2 separate regions of the Triticum aestivum genome follow, and region 2 is linked to region 1. A link is a contact called in public Hi-C data. All regions are on one chromosome and are shown on one strand. The core of a region is the stretch at or near the end of the contact, and the rest is flanking DNA. Distances in the headings are between cores, read along the strand shown.

The links. Hi-C and Micro-C count contacts between places; a contact is called where the count stands out from the background.
Region 2: a contact with region 1 is called in a Hi-C map of leaf, with 4 times the contacts expected there. The contact joins the promoter of LOC123071548 here to the promoter of LOC123071544 in region 1. A contact is called at or near these places in 3 of 5 Hi-C or Micro-C datasets (all in leaf).

What each region holds. Positions count from the first base shown.
Region 1 is chr3B:662,867,627-662,872,821 of IWGSC CS RefSeq v2.1, reverse strand. LOC123071544 (sterol 3-beta-glucosyltransferase UGT80B1) reads right to left here and starts at 1,650. Exons shown (of 14, transcript XM_044495122.1): 1 at 1,166-1,650; 2 at 159-292. The coding sequence starts at 1,367.
Region 2 is chr3B:663,697,277-663,702,505 of IWGSC CS RefSeq v2.1, reverse strand. It overlaps LOC123071548 (protein LIKE COV 2), which reads left to right and starts at 3,289. Exons shown (of 8, transcript XM_044495126.1): 1 at 3,289-3,560; 2 at 4,580-4,632; 3 at 4,715-4,824. The coding sequence starts at 3,441. It overlaps LOC123071550 (ethylene-responsive transcription factor ABR1), which reads left to right. Exons shown (of 2, transcript XM_044495127.1): 2 at 265-1,461. The coding sequence ends at 1,091.

The sequences.
Region 1 (5,195 bases), core at 401-2,900:
AACTCTTAATATTAGAAGGTCAACAAAACTACTACATCACTGGTAAAAGTACAGGCTGACTAACAAATTTCACAGTGTGTTAACAGTTTTTGAGGAAAAATGACACATGGTATACTAAATGTGCAAAGGTATCAATCAAGAAGTGCTAGCAGGCTTACCTTCTCATTTTCTGATAGCATATCCAACGTGAGGTCACATTTAAGCAACCTATCGGAGTATGATCTTACAAAAGCGTGATCTTGCCCTCTAAAACGACTAGAAGTTGCAGTTGTGGATTTACTATGCCCGAATCCTGTAGAAAACCAGAACAGCGCTGTGAACAATGATGTTTCAGAGCAAAAAATACACATGTACAGAATAAGCCAATTCCATTGTGCACGTTGACATTTGTGTTGTTCTATTAGTCGATTTTCCAGATATTCATTAACAAGAGAAAATGACTTAATTCTGAATAGAGTGCAAAGTGGCGTCATCAGTCGACCCACCTGATACAACTGGGAACTAAATTTTGCAACACTAATATTGAGAGTTTGAGACAGATGATTTCTACATGGTGTTCTGTACAGTTCCAATGAAAACATCATTGTTCCTTAAGGGGAACTGAAAGTACTCCCTCCGTCCGGAATTACTTGTTATCGAAATGGATGAAAATGAATGTATCTAAAACTAAAATGCATCTAGATAGTAGATACATTCATATCTATGACAAGTATTTCCGGACGGAGGGAGTACAACAGATTGATGCACATATACTAATTATAAATGGAGAACATAACTAGTAAACCACAGAAATCAAAATAAAAACAAAATGATAACCAGTCCACTGGTTCTCTACAGCAGGAGCGAAATTGGAAAACCGAAAGCAGCAACCTGCTACACTGAACACTACAATTTACACCTTGGCTCGAACTGCCCTTCAAAATTTGGAGGTTACCTTGACTAAAGCATAAAGGCAGCCCCCTTTTTTTCATAAAGCAAACCACCCAATCCGCCAGACATTTACATTGTCAGTGATACTTAACTTGGCGACCACAAGGCAAGGTTTGACTTTCCGACTGTAAACCCCTGATGTCTCAAATTCATCAACATACCGACGTATGCTGACTCCTAACAAAACACACGCCCACTGGGCATAGAACAGAAAAAACAAAATCTCGAAGCGGACCTTCTCGACGCGAGGAGGGGAACCCATCGGCGTCGACCGATCCGGAGAACCGCTCGTCCATGGAGCTCAGCACGAACTCCCTCGTCCCCTCGGCGAAGGAGGAGGAGGACGAGGCGCCCGCCCCGTCCCGGCCCCCTCTCCTCCTCCGAAGGTCGCCGCTCCCGCTCCCCTCTCCGGCCACCGCCTCGCTGTTGCACCCCATACCCCCTCGTGGGAGGATGGGGTTGACCAGGCCGGGAGAGATGCTATGCTACAAGCGCCCGCAGCACCGCGTTCGCATTGGCTGCGCCGCGTGGAGGCGGGAGCTTCGAGGCCCTCGGGGACGGGAGTGAGCGCGGCGCGAGGTGGGGTTGCAGAGAGGGACGTGCAGCTACGAGGCTGCCGACTCGCTGCCGAGAAGGGTGAGGTGGAGGTGGACTCGCTGGCGTTTGGTGCGGGAGCGACGACGGGCGGGTGGAGCCCGTCCAGATGCCGTTTCCGCTGGCGTGGGGGAGTCAATGGACTCCTGGCCGACTGGAAAGCTGGCAACGTGCTCGCGGGACCAAGCAGACCGTATACGGGAGAAACAGAGCAACTTGGTTCACCTAAAAAACAGAGCAACTTGGGTCGGACATAAGGCCAACTCCACCGCACGACCCTAAATCTTACCCCATTTTGTCCGGATTTTGTCCGTATGAGGTAAAAATATGGAGAAGAAACGTCGGACAGAGGCCGGACAAACTCGCTGCACCCACCGCTGCTACCCCATATTTTGTCCGGATTTGTCCATGGTGGGTGCACGTGATGGGCCAGGTACAGAAAAGGAGAGAGTGACAGGTGGGGCAAGGGCGGACACAGGCGGACGACGAGGACGCGAAGACGTCCGCTCTCTGTCCGCTTTGGCCCCAAACCGAGAGCAACTTTGGTCTGGAAATGGGGCAAAAGCGGACACAAACCGGACAAAACGTCCGTATGCTCTCATGCGTTGGGTCGTTCGGTTTGTCCGTTTTATCCCAAACGAACACAAACGGACGATTTGGGGTAAATTTGGGTCACGCGGTGGAGTTGGCCTAAATATCCAACTTGGGCTGAAATCTTCGCCTGGTTAGCGGTACAGTACCGATCTGGACTTCTGACCGCCGTGCTCGCCATGGATTGCAAGATCAACCTTCTTCATGTTACCTTTGCCTACAAGAGGAAGGTGGATCACCTCAAAAAAAAAAGAGGAAGGTGGAACACATCCTCATCCAATGTGTATTCCCGAGAGAGGTCTGGTACCGCTGTTGTTCGTCATTGAACATTCACATTTTCAGCCCAGACATTAACCTCACGCTCACCCAGTGGTGGGAGACTGCCAATGCGGGAGTCCCCACGGCCAACAAAAGAGGATTCGACACTTTCGTCATCGCTCTCATCTGTCGTTATGGAAACAACGCAAGAGTATTCGGGAGATTGGTTGAGCACAAGAACCCGAGGCAATTGTCGGAGCATGTGCTTGATGAGATCAAAGATCGGCACGTTGTCCATGTTGGTAGATTGCATCTTTTTGTGAAAGAGTAACTTCTAGGGTTTTTCTTCAGGTGGGTGTGGTGTTTGGGGCAGCGTTGTTCACATTGCTAGGCCCCACTTTTGTACATATTTTTCTCTCTTCTATAAAAAAATATGGTAGCCATTGGCATACTCTCAAAAAAAAAAGTTTTACCATGGTCTACAAAAACATTGTGACGTTTTGACTTTTTCTTTAACACAGTACAGTCGAAGATGCTCGCAATACACTAATTCCTATGAACGCATGCACGCACACCCTATGAGCATCTTTGAGGTGATGAGACAATACTTTTGAATTTGATTGATATAGCTTTGGTCAAAAGTTTAAACTTTCACCATCAACATTTTCAGAATTATGTGGATTGGATGTGTGAAGCATTTGGATAATTATTTGGTCATGTGATGATTTTATCATTTTTATAATTACATTATATATAGTAGTAAATTGCAATTTGTATATATGGTGGTATGTGTCAAGCATCACCTTTATTCAGACTCGGGGGAGTAATCTACAAATTAAAACAAGATATGTAAAAAAGCATAACTACAAGGGACAAGCACTTGTAGCACTCACGTGTTGTTTAGTGATTAGAGCTTAATTATTCTATTCATGCAGCTTTTGGTACAACTTTTGGCACATAGTGCATGCCCCACCCACTCTCACCTCTCATGTTTTTTCTTTTGACTTCTAAATTTGAATCTAGTATATCTTTTGAAACCAAAGTCTAATTTATAATTCATTGCATATTCGCGTTCCTTATGACGAGTGCTCTACCACTTTTGAATATGTTTTGACAAGTTCTAAAAACTTCACCAAGTTCTAAGTTCTAACTAATAAAATTTGAAGGACAAAAGATAAATTCAGCAAGTTCTAAAAACTAGCCATAACCCCTGAGCCATAAGCCATAACCCCTAAAAGCAAATGAAACTTGATAACTTGGTGAAACTTTGTAAAAACTTAATATTACGATTATCAAGTTTTGATATTTGAAACTTGGTAAAAAATAAAGTTGTCAAAGTGTATTCATAATTAGTCTTGTTTGAAGGTTGTCGTTGCAAGTAACACAAATAAGCAAATAAAAATTAATTTGGACTTTCGATTCAAAAGATACAATAGATTCAAATTTGGAGAGAAAATGGAAAAGGATGGGAGATGGGGTGGATGATGCATGCAACTCTGTGGAAAGTTGACATGCATGGACTCAGCGCAACAATTAAGGGCTAATGACATTAAAGACTTCGCCAATCTTAAAACAAACGTGCGGCCGCATGCGTGCCCCTGTGAATTTCTGTAACTTCAAGAAAATAAGAAGACAGTGTTCACTAAAATTTGTATTTTTATTTATTTTGATACTCTTGAATAGAATTCTTGTGGGTCACTTCCCTAAACAATGGCTCTGACAAAAATAGATAGAATTTATGATTATTTTCCCTGTTATGTTTCTGTTAGTGTGTACATTGTATAACTAGATATATCATCATGAACATAGTTCTTATCGTACGGTTACCAACTTTTTTGGATGATAAGTGAATTTGTTTTGTAAGATAGTGTTGGTGAGCTAAATTTTTATATGCCAATATCATGGCATTTATACTCTTTATATCTACAAATAGTGTTTTAGTTTTCGGTTGAGCAAACCTCAACGCAACCCACATACAATTAAACACACACCTCTTAAAACAACATGCACGCACGCACACAAGCATAAACTGTCACATCCAGTGTTTTTCATAAGAGCCTGCCAACAAAATAGAAGTTTTGAATAAGAGCAACACATACTATCATTAATTATCTTGTAGGCCCCATGGGCATCTCGCTCTCCCTAGTTTGTTGATATTTCCTCTAGGCATTAAAATCGGAAGGGTTGGCGTAATTACGAGGAGAGTTGAGAATTTTTTTTTGAGAGGGTAAAGAAGAGATTCGGTTGTTCAGTTCCAATCTAGATTTTTTCCGGAAAAAAACCTATGTAGAAATTTGTTGAGATGGCCTCAAAGATCTGAGGGGGTACTAATTTTTTAATTAAAAAATCGAAAAAACCTCTCAGTGGTGCTCCCATGGGTTGATAGCATGTAGCACCTAAAAGGGCTGATGCCTGGTAGCACTGATTCTCTTTCTCTCTAGGTTAACCAGAGCATGATTTTTCTCTTCAAATTCCTATAATCGTCTTGCGAGGCACATCTTTATAACAATAAATTTTGCATATCCTTGAGTTTTTGTTTATTTTGGATTATGTAACCATATTTTTTTTCCTTTGTCATCATTTGTTTCTTTCTAAATATTTAGAATCTTTAGTTTACCAGTCACATAAGTAGTTGGGCATGTCACCAGAGAATGGTCACTCCGGCTATAGATGGCACTAGCTGTCATTTCTGGTAAAGTAGAAAGTATGCTAAACATGTCATGTGTTGCAAACAACCCCATAGTAAATATGAACATAAATTCAACACCACGGGAGATGATTTGTCTTTTGGATATTTCAATATGGACTACATACATACTAAA
Region 2 (5,229 bases), core at 2,040-4,539, 830 kb before region 1:
CTTATCGCTTTGCTGGAAGCATGAATATCTTTTCTCTACTGCTTTCCAGTTCACATTCCTAAATTTAACCCCTCGGTGATCGGGACGGACGCGCTTTATTAACACCTTGCAAATCGCGTTCGGGTGCATGCACATACACACACTGCATGCGCGAGTGCACAACTTGGAACACGCTTGCGCTGCCTCGCTTTGCATTCTCTCTGCTTTTGCTTGGCGCCTCGTCCCCGTGACACCGTATAAATATGCTTCCGCGTCCGTGCGCAGGGTCGGATCAGAGCTCGGACACCCAGAGCGCGAGCGCGAGCGCGGCGACCATGGAGGAACACCGCTCCCGCTCCCCGGCGTCGTCCAACGTGGAGGCGGCGGAGGCGCCGCGCCGGCGGTACCGAGGGGTGCGGCAGCGGCCCTGGGGCAAGTGGGCGGCGGAGATCCGGGACCCGCACAAGGCGGCGCGCGTCTGGCTCGGCACCTTCGAGACGGCCGAGGCCGCGGCGCGCGCCTACGACGACGCCGCGCTGCGCTTCCGCGGCAGCCGCGCCAAGCTCAACTTCCCCGAGGACGCGCGCCTGCACCCGGCCACCGTCGCCCCCGCCGCCGCGCCGGCCCGTGTGCCGATCGCCGCGGCGTCGGCCTCGACGCCCGGCATGTACGCCGGCGCCGGGCCGGCCTCCGACTACCTGCGCTACCAGATGCTCCTGCAGGGCAGAGGCGCCGCCGCCAACCAAGGCAACCTTCTCTCGTTCTACGGCGGGGGCGGCGGCGGCGGCGGCATGTCCAGCTCGTACGGCGGCGGCATGAGCAGCTCATATGGCGGCGGCGGCGGCACCATGAGCGGTTTCCTGGGCTCCTACTACTCGTTCCCGACCTCCTCCGTCTCGGTGGCCACCGTCCCGTCATCCTCCTCCGCGTCCTCTGCTCCGGGCCACTACTACTCGTCGCCGCACGACTCGCAGCAGCACCAGCAGCAGCAGGGCAACGCGGCGGCGGAGTGGAGCTGGGAGAGCGCGCTGGCGCCCTACCCGGGGACGACGACGGCGGCCTCCTGGTCCGACTCGAGCCAGCAGCCGTACCACCCGCCGCACACCCAATAGCGCAGCCGCAAAGCCAAGGCCAAGATTCTGCGCCGTCTCTGGAAGAAAGAATAAGTTGTGTACGGAAGGCGACGGAGACGGGCGCAGCAGCAACCAGCAAGCAGAGGAAGGTTGAGAATGATGGCGTCACTCACCGAGGGGCATGTGTTGATTGACAGCTATGGGCGTGCTCATTTTGTTCGTTCGTTGATTATTAGTTTGGGAGGTGGTGCGGGTCGCCCCGTTTTTAGTACTTTCTGCTTTGGTTATTACTGCAAATTAAAAAAAATGGAAGAGCGAGCTTGATGCTTGCAGATGGGGATTGGATACTTTTGGGGAGGTTTAATCAGAGTCATTTGGGAAAAATAATGAATGTTACGTGCTACCTGGACTTGTAGTGTGTTCTCTGCAAAACATGGCATGGATTAGTGATTCCTAGTATCGATTTTCTTTAAAGAAACCAGTGTTCGAACAAGAAGGGATAGTACTCTCTACCATAATATTATGTCGTTGTATGTAGGGAGTATTATACAGACGCGATCCATTCCACGGCCGGCCAGTGAAAAGAGATGGTGTCATGCTCTGCTACGCTCGGCTTTGATGCCTGTTTGTTTTGCATTTGTGGCGATGCCATTATTTTCCTTCTACTGACCTTTTTGTAGCTTTTGATCGTTCTTATCTTGTTTAACGAATCTATGCCACCATACTCAAACACTCATGTCAATAAATACAATCTTTTGGCTCACATCTAAATTCTTTCACCTAGGAGGAGATACTTCTCACTTTATTTTTTTTGAAACGGAGGCAAAAGTTTTGCCTCGTCTCATTAATTAAGAAGAGTTTGGAAATACATAGACCCCAAAAAATAAGCCTAATCTCGCGGCATTAAAGAACACAGACGCTTAGCCCTTGCCAACCTCCGTAACCCAGCATCGGTCTTAATCTTAGATGTGATTACAGTTGGCAAGGATGACACATTTCTAAATACTCGTGTTTCGCTCGTTCCAAATCTTCCAAGAGACCAACATGACGAGGGATGCAAGACCCTTTCTCATGTTAGCATTGACGCCCACCGTGTGGTGCCACCACTCCATCACGGTGTGGAAGTTGCTCCAGCTAGTGATATCCAGATTGGTCAAACCAATCCAATTTTTGATCTCCCTATGAATATTGAGCATGGTGCACTTCCTTTTAACAATAGTCTATCGACCTTTTTTGCCGCCATCAAATGCACCCCTCAACCCTTGTCAAGACATATTAAAAAGAATCTTGTCTGGAATTGTTTTTGGCGTAAAGAAGAAAAGAAAAATAATTTTTGAGTAACTGGAAAGAAAAGAAAAATACTAATGCAACATTACATAGACTTGTATGGGCCAGAATTGGGCTCAATTATTTCCACATGAGAAAGAACTGGGAGGCTCTCCTAGTGTCGGCCCATATTAGGCCTACGGGAATATGTTCAGCGGCTACATCTTCCTCCTTTTTTTGAAAGGATTCCTTCCCTTTTTCTTGATTTTCTTTGAGCGACTCTCCCGAAAGCAAAAGGTCGTAGGAGCACTAGTAAAGAGCTTCGTAATTAATGGTTGAACCACAATTACCTATCCTTTCACCAGCACTCAAGAAAAACTGTGCCTATTTGATCACAAAATCGCCCGTTTAATCTAAAAATCTGCTCCCCGCAAATAAAAAACTCTAAAAATCTGTGATTAACAGGCCGGGGAGAAGTAGCTGACCTGCCTCAGCCCACCATAACGATGTGGTGGCCGCAGTGGGGCGCATGGAGAGCGACCGTCGAACAGACTCGGACGGGTCTCCGGCCAGCCTCCGTCCGGTCGGACCCGATGGAGCCGACGTCCGTCCCTTCCTCCTCCGTCGCGTCACACTCGCTCGGGCCAGCTCAACGCCAGCGCGTCCAACACGGCGCCAGCTTACCCAAACAGAACCCAACCCCCCACAAAGGCATTCAACGACGCGCTCGGCCGCTCGGGCGCTGCCTCGCTGACGCCGTCACGGCTTGTCGTTACCGCCCTGCGTCGCACAGCAGGGATAGCCGAGGTGCCACAGACCGCCGCGTGGCGGAGCAGGGGGCAGCCGACGCGAACTGGCTCGCGGCGTGACAGGTGGGCCCAGCCTGTCATAGGGGTCTTCGCTTGGACTTTGGACTTGGTGGCTCCGCCACGCCACCGCTTGACGCCTCCCTTCGCTCGGTTGCGGACTCCGCCACCAACCGCTTGCTGCTACTTTCCGCCAGCCGGGGAAAAGGCAGCCGCAGCCGCAGCCAGCGACGCCTCACCTCACCTGACCCCCCCTCCTCGCCCCGCCCCCCGCCGCACCGCCCGCCGGAAGGTTCTAGAGAAGGAGGGACACGCCATGGCGGAGGAGAAGGAGTCGACGTCGGTCCCGCTCAGCCAGGCGGCGGAGGCCGTCGACCCCGAGGACCCGGCCAAGTCGCCGCCGCGCCCCAGCTCGCCCACCACCTCCACCCGCAAGGTCCGGATCCATCCAACCCCGCTACCCCGGTGGCCCAATCGCGCGCGCGTGCCTGTGCCGCTGCCGTAGGGCCCCGCCGCTGCGTGTGCTAGTATTTCGGGAGTTCTGGGCGTGGTTGTGCTTCATATGGTCGGATCTGCGCGTATGCCAACACGTTTCCCGTGCCCGCTCTCGTGTGCGGCGGTTGCTAAATTCAGTCGGCTGTGCTTCTAGACTAGTAAGTACGAGTTTAGCTAGGTTATCGAATTTTCTACAATAGTTCTGGAGATTATTGGGGATATGGATGCTGTTCAGGAGACTGAAGCTGTCTTGAAGCTTTCTTCATAGTTAAGAGTAGTCAGGCCGTTCGGCCCTGGGTTTTGTTTGTCCATTTGTGCCTTGTGGTGGCTTAACTTGAGATATATGCTTAGAACACATTCTCTTATTTGGATACGATTAATTTGTCTTATCTCCTTAGTGTCCAGGTTACTATTAATGAATTTGGATGTGCTGGTGTTCCTTTTCTGAAAGCGCTGTCAACTCGTGGTACTGGGAAGCCACAATTGAGAAATGCTGGTCGTCTATTTGTGCAAGAAGGCACCCGGTAGCAATTTGAGGACTGCGGTGTTGTATTAGGCTGTGTTCGGTTTACAGGGAATTGAAGGGGATTAGCAGAGATGTAGAGGGATTAAATCTTCTACAGGTCGAAATCCCCTCCAATCCCTTTGAGAAGGGATGCAACTGAACAAGGCCCCAAGCGTTCAAAACATGGTGAATGTGTGGGATCATACCCTTATTTAGGTGCTAAGGTAGCATCGAAACATGGGTTTGCACTGCATAGTGCATACTATTGCTGGAAAGAGGTTATGAATGAAAAAAATTAATCAAGATCAGTAAGCTTAATAGGATAGTATATAACTCCGACACAGCTCTCTAATGTTGTGATCTTTCCAATGTTTTACCCAAAAGGAGCTGCATCCACAAGACAGGTCATTTTTTTCATTTCACTAATTTGCTGATGGTTGCTAAATTTTGTGTAGGCATGCTGTGCTGTTCTTCAGAGTTGGGTGTCGAGAAAATTTATGACCGGATGGTACATCCTTCACCAGAAACAAGTTAAAACATGTTACCAATACTATGCTTACTGATCTTCTTTTGTTTCATGTTCTTTTCAGCGTAGTTCTTTTTCCTGTGGCTTTCACGTTCTTCATCACATGGTGGTTCGTTCAATTTGTTGATGGATTTTTCAGCCCACTATATGCAAAACTCGGAGTCAACATATTTGGTAATTCTTGTACTTGTACTTTGGTCGTGCTGTCTATGGTAGTTCTGAACTTACTCCCTCCGTTTCTTTTTAGTCTGCGTATAAAATTTGGTCAAAGTCAAACTTTGTCAACTTTGACTAAGTTTATAGAAAAAAATATCAAGATTCATAATATTAAATCAATATTATAAGATGCATCATGAAATTAATTTTCATACCATATAGCTTTAGTATTGTAGATGTTGATATTTTTTTCTACAAAGTTAATCAAACTTTTAAAAGTTTGACTTTGACCAAATTTTATATGCAGACTAAAAAGAAACATAGGGAGTACTAACTTAGAATTACAAATACTACATTGGAACTTCTAGTTGTATATTGTGTGATTATAAAGGAATATCTAGTAGCATCTCATTCATGCCACCA